Regions from separate parts of the Sus scrofa genome. Here regions 1 and 3 are each linked to region 2. A link is a contact called in public HiChIP or PLAC-seq data. All regions are on one chromosome and are shown on one strand. Each heading gives the region's core, a stretch centred on a gene start, on an enhancer-like site or on the middle of the called end of the contact. The rest is flanking DNA. Distances are from core to core; before and after follow the strand shown.

Region 1 (2,761 bases), core at 13-2,512, 190 kb before region 2:
CACATTCTTAATGAAAGACAGTTCAAATAAGGCGTAATATTAGTTTACCTCTCTACAAGATCTGAGCTCCTCAAACTCTCTGGTGGTCCAGTGTCTATCTTTGAAGAAATTAGTGCTATTTCTTTTGTAAAAAAGGTCCCAGTTTTTCTGAGCCTCTTTTTCCAGTTTTTGCTGTTTAAAATCAGACACTAAAGCCTGGTCTCTTTTCAGTTTTTCCTCTTCTTCAGAGCTGAGAACCCTTGCCTGCAGCCCTTTCCTTTGCAAAGAAGCCATCTCCTAAGTTGATGGTAATATATTTAACACTGCTGGATATTCTCCCTTCGCGAATAACCCGAGAAATTCAAGCAGATACTACACAGGCAGAGTTTTCTCAGATGCGGCCCCTCTCTTTGGGTTCAGGCCTCAGGCAACGTCGGGTGTTTTGCAGGAAAAAAGAATGAGATTCTGGTTGGGGGTTCTGGAACAGTTTTAAAGATGCTGAGTTAGTGGTTCTAACACAGTTTTTTCACCAAACAGTTCAATTCACCAAATGTTTACTAGTGGCCGACCCTACACAAAACCCTGCCCCGCTATAAGAAAAGAGGTCATAAAGAAGACCCAGACACTGCCCTTGCCTACAGAGGGCTGACATTCAGCTGCCAGGGCGCTCTCACGCATAGAACTCTAATTCAAACCTGAATAAGTCAACTATTATAATAAATCGCTTTAGTTTAGAACAGAGTCACTCCCAAGAACTAAGAAACCTTTGGGGGAAGATACTCGTCAATGTTCGGTGCCCGTGAAAGGGGCGACTTAACAGCTGCCGGTACTGGAGAAGGGTGGTCAATTCACAGACAGAAGCAGTGTCACCGTTTCCAAGGAACACGGAGCTAAGCCTGGGAGGCCTCAGTCGCAGAGTTTCACGAAGCAGAGGGGCGTCGCTTTCCAGGAACTGAGGCCCTCGCGCAGTCGTCCGCGCAAAGGGAAGGAAGAGACCCAGGGACGCGTGGTGTGGGGTTCCAGGACACCGGGGATAACCTGGCCGCCCGGCCACGAGCACCTGTGAGCGCTTGTGAGGAGCCCTGTTCACCGAGACCGCCGCGCGCCAGCGCCCAGTCTTCAGTTCCTAGGTTCCCCTGGAGGGTGGCGCCGGGCGCGCTAAGCCCTCACCCAGGCCCAACCGCGTGAGTAGAATTTGGGAGCCACCGCGGTAAAACCCAGCGGCTGGACAAACCAGTCTGCAGCACCTCGCATTGGGCTTCTCCCAGCGGAGTCTTTTTGCCATGGCACCGCCCCCGCCACTTCCGCTTCGAGACCGGAAGTCCCTCCCCGGCGCCGGAAGTTCCGCGGCCCCGCTTCCTCACAGTTGTCCCCCGCCCCGACGCGCACGCCAGGACTTATTTCCAGCCGCAGGTGGGCACCGGCTCGGTTCTCCGCTCGCCCCGGGGTGCTGTCCCGGGAGCGCTGCTCCCTCGAACTCAGGCGCCGGCAGCTCCGGCCGCGGGCGCGCCAGGAGGGCGCCGGGGCGGGCGCGCGGCCCGTGCGGGGCCATGAACGGGACGGCCAACCCTCTGCTGGACCGCGAGGAGCACCGCCTGCGGCTTGGGGAGAGCTTCGAGAATCGGCCGCGGGCCTCCTTCCACACCATCCGCTGTGAGTCCGCATCCCGCAGCCGCCACAGGCCGACCTCGATCCCGTAGCCCGGGGAGCCTGCCAGCATCAGTTCCCTTCCTATCTCCCCGGATCCGCAGGGACATTTTGCTTTTTCCCGGTTCACTCTTCCCAAACAAGACTTTTCGTCCCTCCCTCCTGTTCCTCTGCCTCGTGGTCCCAAACACGTCTTCCAAAGACCATTGGCCCCCTTTCCTGCCAGGTCCAGCCCTCCCGCGTGCCGAACCTACCCCTCTTGCTGCCTAAAGGTTGCCGAGTCCACATCAGGGTTCAGCTCGTTTCCCTAGGCCCCCCACTCCACCACGACCCACTAGGGGATCTCCACGATTCAAAGATTTTTCCCGTTTGCTTGGGAGCTGCCTCCACTCTCTCCTATTCCATTTTCTTCTGTTGTCCTCACTTTTCTCGTATGTTTTGGTTCTGGCCGCCCTAACGCCGCGCTTCATCCCCACTGCAAACATCAGAAACCGCATTCCCCTCTGCGCCGCATCAGTCTTCCTCCTCCATCTCTTCGTGCCAGCTTTTCGTCTGCCTTTGAGGTTACCTGGACTACCCCGACTTTTCCTCGGGACCATGTCCCTTGTGGGTGAGGAATAAAATTGGAATTTGTGAGCCAAGAATAAGTTACAGCTTGGTCTATGTTTGGAAGCAGAAGCAGCAGACATAAGGAATGTGAAAATAGTCATTATGCTGGGTCTCCTTTTTCTCCTTGATTACAGACTCTGTTGAGGGAGGGCCCTTCTACTCTGTGTCCTGAGTAAAGACTTGGCTGACTGAGCATCTCTCTGATTCACAAACTCCTGGCTTCCCATCCTGGTAGCCCTAATGCTGGTTAAGACTTGTTTTTCTGAGAGGAACTCTCAGAGGTGACTCAACACCTTGGAAGAGGGTGTGTTAGATAATGATGTTCTGTCTTCATGTGGTCACTTGCACCGTCATTCCTCTTCTTCCTACTGACAGCAGATCAGCCCTTTCTGAGGGAGGATATTGAGGATGTGAGGGAGCGTCATTTCCTGAGGAGGTTATTTGTTGGTAGCGTGAAGGAAAGTGAGGAGCTTAAGAAAGATACTTCAAAGAGGCACCTGGCCTGCAGGTTGAGGCAAATGTGTGT
Region 2 (2,843 bases), core at 155-2,654:
AGAAATGACACATAATAGGTAGTTATGAGACTGAAGAACAGGGAGGAGGCCAAGATTCAGACCAGATAACTGTCCGTTCCAATTGTGACACTCTAGACTTGGCAAAGTACAATACCGTATAGTGTTAAAAAGAGTGTGGACTCCATGGGAGTTCCCGTCCTGGCCCAGTGGTTAACGATTCCGACTAGGAACCATGAGGTTGCGGGTTTGATCCCTGGCCTTGCTCAGTGGGTTAAGGATCTGGCATTGCAGTGAGCTGTGATGTAGGTTGCAGATGCGGCTCTGATCCTGCCTTGCTGTGGCTCTGGCCTACGCCGGCGGCTACAGCTCAGGTTCGATTGGACTCTTAGCCTGGGAACCTTCATATGCCGGCAGGAGCGGCCCAAGAAATGGCAAAAAGACAAAAAAAAAAAAAGTGTGGACTCCAGATCCATAATACCTAGGTCCAAATGTGGTCCTGCCAATACCAGAGGTCTCCTTGGGCAAATTTCTTAACCTCTCTGGGTCTCACTTTTCTCATCCGCAACTAGGATTAACAATGGTCCTTGCCTCCTAGGATCGTTGTGACGGATACGTGTAAAATATTACTGTAGTGATAAGCGCCGACTCTCTGCAATGAGTATTTGCCATTATTATCATTACTCATCCTCAATCGTGCATTCATCTCTCAAGGTCCATACTTACAGCCTGCTCATTCCTCATCCCGACGTATCTGATGCCCAGTTTCTGGGTGGCAAGGGCAATTTCAGTCACTGGAATGCCTACGATGCCAAACATGTAGTTCACGTCCTGGGGGCCAAGAACAGAGGAATAAGGCCAGGGCTCCCAGCCCCACAGCTCCCTTCTGCGACGGTAAAAGGAAAACCTCCCGCAAACCTCTCTGCTGCCAGCCCCCACCGTTTCCCCCGTTTCTAAGACAACGACTCGGCCCCGCCGGCTTCCGTAGGAGCGTTCCTAACACCTGTGTTTTCAGGGACTGGGCGATGACTTCCGCACCGGACATCTGCGCCTCGCTTGGGTTGCTGCCCTCTGCCAAGTTATTTCCGGACATCTTCCACCTTAAAGTTCGAGGCCCTACCGCAGTCGACGACAGGCTGAAGCGGAGTTACCAAGCCAAAGCAGGCTCGAAAACACCAACCGTGGAACCGCCCCTCTGAGGAGGAGGCCACCCGCCCTTCGGAGAGCGGAGGGGAGGAGGCGGGGCGGAAGCCGGCAAGCTCGTGAGGAGGTGAGAGGTAAACCCACTCTCTCCAATCACAACGGGGCCTTTTCCTGGACCGTCCATTCGTGGGGGGATGGGAGCAAAGTGCCAGGAGAAGGCGGGACTAGCTGGAGGCGGCGGCCTAAGCCTAGAGAGTGAGAGGCCGATCAGCGGGCGCTCGTTGCCACACTCTACAACCCACTTCGGGACCCTGGAGGGCGAGTGAGTGGCGCATGCGCAAATCCGGGGTGGAAGAGGGCGGAGCGCAGGCGCACTCGCGGCTTCGCCTTGGGGCCTGCGCACAGGTTCGCACAGGCTGCTGGGGTGTAATGGGAAGGTGCTGAGGGCTAGGCAAAAGTCTTCTTCGGGTTGCGTAGTCGTTATTCCGCGTCTCCTGTGTTCTGAGCTTTGACCTAAATGCTTTTTGGTTTATGAGTTCATAACCTCGTGGGTTTACAACCCGAGAACGTAGTATTTCATTAAACCCGCAAGCGGGAGATCCGTATTTGGCACCGTGGGTTAAGGATCCGGTATGTCGCGTCTGCGGCTTGGATTCGATACCTGGGACTCGGGGACTTACATTTGCCTGGAGTGCTTAAAAAAAAAAGAAAAATCCATAATCAAATGTGTACTTCTTATCCCGTGTCATATATAAGGACGCCAAATCTCCACGCAGGACGAGGCAAGTTGCTAAAAGCCGTTGGACCCAGGACAGTCTTGTGCTCTATTCATTGTTCAGCCCTTTGGCCACAGGAGATAAGAAGGGCCTCTTAAGCCTATTCTTGACCATTTTATTCTCTAACCCTTGCTGCTAACCCTCCACTCTTTACAAAGTCAGGAAATGGGGATATTTGTGATTAATTAGCGTGGGTAACCACAAGGAGCTCTGCAGTGGAGCATCTTTTAAAACACATTTTAAAAAAAAAAACACATTTTTGAGTAAAAAATGTGCTTACAGTGTGCAATTTATGAAGCTAAATCCTCAAGATCTGCTCAGTAGCAACCAAAATCTCCAATCCTAATGAAGAGTGGAACTTTAAATTTGGGGGGATTCGAAGTGTTTTAAAATGCAAAGAACCCAGTAATATGTGGAAAGTGAAGAAACAAGAAGAGAGGGCAGTGGGTCATGAGTAGTGAAATGGATGAAAAGCATTGGAAATGAAAGAATTTCTAAACCCTGTGGGTCCTTCCGAAAAGGGTTCTCTGGGAATTTGAAACTCTGACTTTCACCCAAAGCAGAGGAGAATAAAATAGTTGCTTCCTTGAATATGGGGGCCTGGGCTAGTGTAGTCCATCTAAGAGGGAGATTTCTTTGAAGTCTCAGAGTTCGTCTAAAAAAAATAATAAATGCAGATCTTCAGTTGTATTCCAGAATCTGTATTTTAATTGAGGTAAAATAAATATAAATGTACACATCTTAAATGAGTTTTGACAATTGTATATACCTCCGGAACCACCACCCAGAATAAAAATGACATGTTAAACTACTTATCTGTCAAGGAAAATTGAGATTCCAGAAAGGTACAGAGTGTTTTTTGTGTGGCTTTGAATGGTCCTTGGCACACTATCTCCTGTCCCTGTTTGAGAAGCATAGACTGCACACCTCTCTATCATGTGGGATTGATATCAGTACCTGTGTGAC
Region 3 (3,071 bases), core at 426-2,925, 220 kb after region 2:
TCAGAGTACTTTTTCCAACTCTTCTGTGAAAATTTTCAAAGTAAAAAAAGCTGGAGGAATAAAATGCCGACTGACTTCTAGTTTTCCTGTGTTTTAGCCATTACCCTGAATATTTATGTTCAGTCCCTTCTTTTTTGCTTCAAGTCACTTCTACCCTTGTTTAAAACAGCCATTATAGAATTGTTATGTCTTTTAACAAAAATCATAACTCTAGGAAAGAGCTTTTTTTAAAGTAGATTTCAAGGCTGGTATCAGTGAAATTGTTTTACCTGAAAGTTAACATCTTCTTTCTTAAATATTAGTGCTCGAACTTCATCAGGATCTCCATTAAATATAGCTTGCACCAGTGATGGCTAAAATACAAGAGAGTAATAAAAACATTAATCACACCACAAGAAAAAACTAAATTTTTTCTTCCGTATCATAATAATGATCACTTGGCTTTTGACATGAATCTAGTTTCATGAAGTCAAACTGCATGAAAGTATAGGATTCTTCCTTGGAAATAAAAGAAGGCCTAATTAAAAAAAAACCAATTCAGCATGACCAAAATTAGGTAGTATAATAAGTATAATCGGATTTTATTTTACGAGTGCAGGCCTTTTACTTATGTATCTGACAAAAAGGATGTCTCTTTCAAATACAAGTGAGACATCTCAATATCTACTTGTGGGACACAACTTGTCAGACATGCAGTTATCAGTCCATGTGGAAGCCCAAGAAAGAAGGCCTCCTTGAAAAGTTCTGTTTAGGGCACCAAAGTAATTTGCATGGTTAGCATTACATGCATAAAGATAAAAATCCAAAGAAACAAAACCTGGTAGTTGATGAAAATCAACACTATTCAAAGACCAAAAATTACTGTATACCTGAATAACACGAAGGGGCAGACAAGTGCCTGTCTAAATACAAAAATTTCTTCATCAATGACATAGCCTCTCTAATAAGGTATGTTATTATATCAATTAAACAACAGTATTCAAATTAAGGTTAAAGATGAAGTCTGATTCCTTTTCACATTACAGCTGTGCATATAAGTACATAAAATCCGTTACTTTCTAAAAGGCTGTGCCTCAGTATTGCTGGCAGTAGTCAACCTTTCCTATAACATACATTTCCTCATTCTTGTTACATCAGTTTTTAAAACCACAAAGTGAAAACAGAAACATGGTTGCTATAACTACTATTCTCAAATTATTTTTAAAAGTCTTTTTAAGAGATTAAGAGACAAAGTCTGAAGTGATATCTAAACATCTCAAAAAGCGAAAATCAGAAATGTGTGCATTTATACACACATAATATTGCATCATATTCACACACTTACATGGCTTTCATTTGGATTCTTTATGAAACTAGTGGAAATGTTTATTCTTAAAAAGTAAAATTTACCCTACTAGTTCAGTAGAATACAGTAAATACATAAACTCTCGTATCTTACCAATACATTTCCTGAAGGTGAAGAATGTAGGGATTTATTTTCCTGTGGCAATTTAGAAATGAATGCAGGAGGCTCATCTTCTACCTCCTCCAAAACAACAATACACACTCGACTCATTCGCTCTTTTAAAAAACTGAATTCTAAGCTATGTGATAAAAGTCACAGTTGGAAGAGCACAAGTAGTTTTTCCTCCTCCTCTTCTGTACAACACTCTGAATCATTCTCTGAACAGCGAAGCTGGTTTTTTAAAGTTAATAAGTACCATCGGAAAAAGTGAAGTTTAAAATTATACCTACATAACTTGTAACTTCCTAAAAACAACAAAATTCTATTTTTTTTTTTTGTTGGGTTGCTATAATACTTAAAAGAAATTTCACATCAACATGTCAACAACTAAAGCAGTGCAGTACAAGCTCATTTAAAAATACTTCCCCCTACCAAAATAGTCATTTTCTGTTTCACAGAAATTGACTTGATCATTGGATAACAATGCCACACACTGCAGAGTAAGATGAGAAACAACTGCTGTGGCAGAGATGATCACTCTTGCCTGCAAGGTCATATAGTTACCAGTAGCTGCCTTGCTTATAATCGAAAATAAAAAATAAAATCTCACTATTCTGTTTCCACTTCTAATTTATCTTCATTTCTTCAGTTTCAATGGTTTGATGCAGATACTATCCAGAAAAAAATACATCCAAGAGCTCAACACAAATTCTTAAAATGTTGCTCAGAGGTTGACAATTCTTACTGTGTTTGAGAAAGAAAAAAGACAACAGTCTGCATTAATAGCAAAGCTGCAGTACATTTACATGCGATGAGTCAGACCACAAGAGACAATAGGACTCTTGGTGCTGGAATACGGCTTGATTAATCCAGATATCCCATGTAAGAGAAGAAACACAGTTAGCTTTATTCCCATGGACAGTACAAGCGAGGCGCAGCGTTCATTCCTCCTCCATCAGGCAGTTGTCTGTGGTGCTCCAGTAAAAGGGCACAGGCACCCAGCAAAAACCGTGTTAGCGGAGAATCCTAATGGAACAGGCAGGCTGCGAAGGAATTAGAAGGCATTTGAGCTCAAATTACTGCTTCAGGCTTTTCATTAAAGAAAAGGGGAGGGGGGACCCCAGTAGTTTATCACTCCAGTGTTTTCTTTGATCTCCACATGAATACAGCTTCCATTAAATAGTCTTCATTCAGAGAAAAAAACAGCAGACTGTGCATCTTCTTTGAGCCAACTACTTTATTCAGTCATCTGCCTCTGTGCCAATATAGTTTCCTTCCACCGTGAAAACCGCTACAGTTATCCTTTTCAGTCAATTTTAGATGCTTTCCTGTTCCTCAGATGATCTTGCAAAACGCCACAGACACCACCAAATGAGTAGATCCTTGAAAAATCGAGGAGCCCAGGATCGGCCCCACAGAAGCATTCCAACTGAGCAACAGTCTGAAGAGCAAAGACTGCAGAACTGCAGGATGAAATGCCTAGTAATGCTCACATGTTACACTTACCAGAGAGCTGAGCTACTGCTCGGGATGTAACTTCCTCTAGCAGGAGAAAAAAATAGTGCATTTGGACAGCCTTCACAATTAGAAGGTTCATGCCAGTTCTGTGACTAATCCAGATCAAACT

Evidence for each region. HiChIP or PLAC-seq counts read pairs in DNA pulled down with a chosen protein or histone mark.
Region 1: a contact with region 2 is called in an H3K27ac HiChIP or PLAC-seq map of skeletal muscle. The contact joins the promoter of METTL6 here to the promoter of HACL1 in region 2. A contact is called at or near these places in 4 of 47 Hi-C or Micro-C datasets (blood, fetal liver and liver) and 2 of 2 datasets of contacts at active chromatin or transcription factors (alveolar macrophages and skeletal muscle).
Region 3: an H3K27ac HiChIP or PLAC-seq map of skeletal muscle shows a contact between it and region 2. The contact joins the promoter of ANKRD28 here to the promoter of HACL1 in region 2. A contact is called at or near these places in 2 of 2 datasets of contacts at active chromatin or transcription factors (alveolar macrophages and skeletal muscle).

The regions. Positions count from the first base shown.
Region 1 is chr13:2,653,567-2,656,327 of Sscrofa11.1, forward strand. METTL6 (methyltransferase like 6) reads right to left here and starts at 1,263. Exons shown (of 5, transcript NM_001206446.1): 1 at 49-1,263. The coding sequence starts at 273. It overlaps EAF1 (ELL associated factor 1), which reads left to right and starts at 1,263. Exons shown (of 6, transcript NM_001206456.1): 1 at 1,263-1,632. The coding sequence starts at 1,263.
Region 2 is chr13:2,839,474-2,842,316 of Sscrofa11.1, forward strand. HACL1 (2-hydroxyacyl-CoA lyase 1) reads right to left here and starts at 1,405. Exons shown (of 17, transcript NM_001206454.1): 1 at 962-1,405; 2 at 685-789. The coding sequence starts at 1,051. It overlaps BTD (biotinidase), which reads left to right and starts at 952. Exons shown (of 4, transcript XM_013981377.2): 1 at 952-1,235.
Region 3 is chr13:3,055,938-3,059,008 of Sscrofa11.1, forward strand. It overlaps ANKRD28 (ankyrin repeat domain 28), which reads right to left and starts at 1,676. Exons shown (of 28, transcript NM_001206449.1): 1 at 1,430-1,676; 2 at 270-353. The coding sequence starts at 1,555.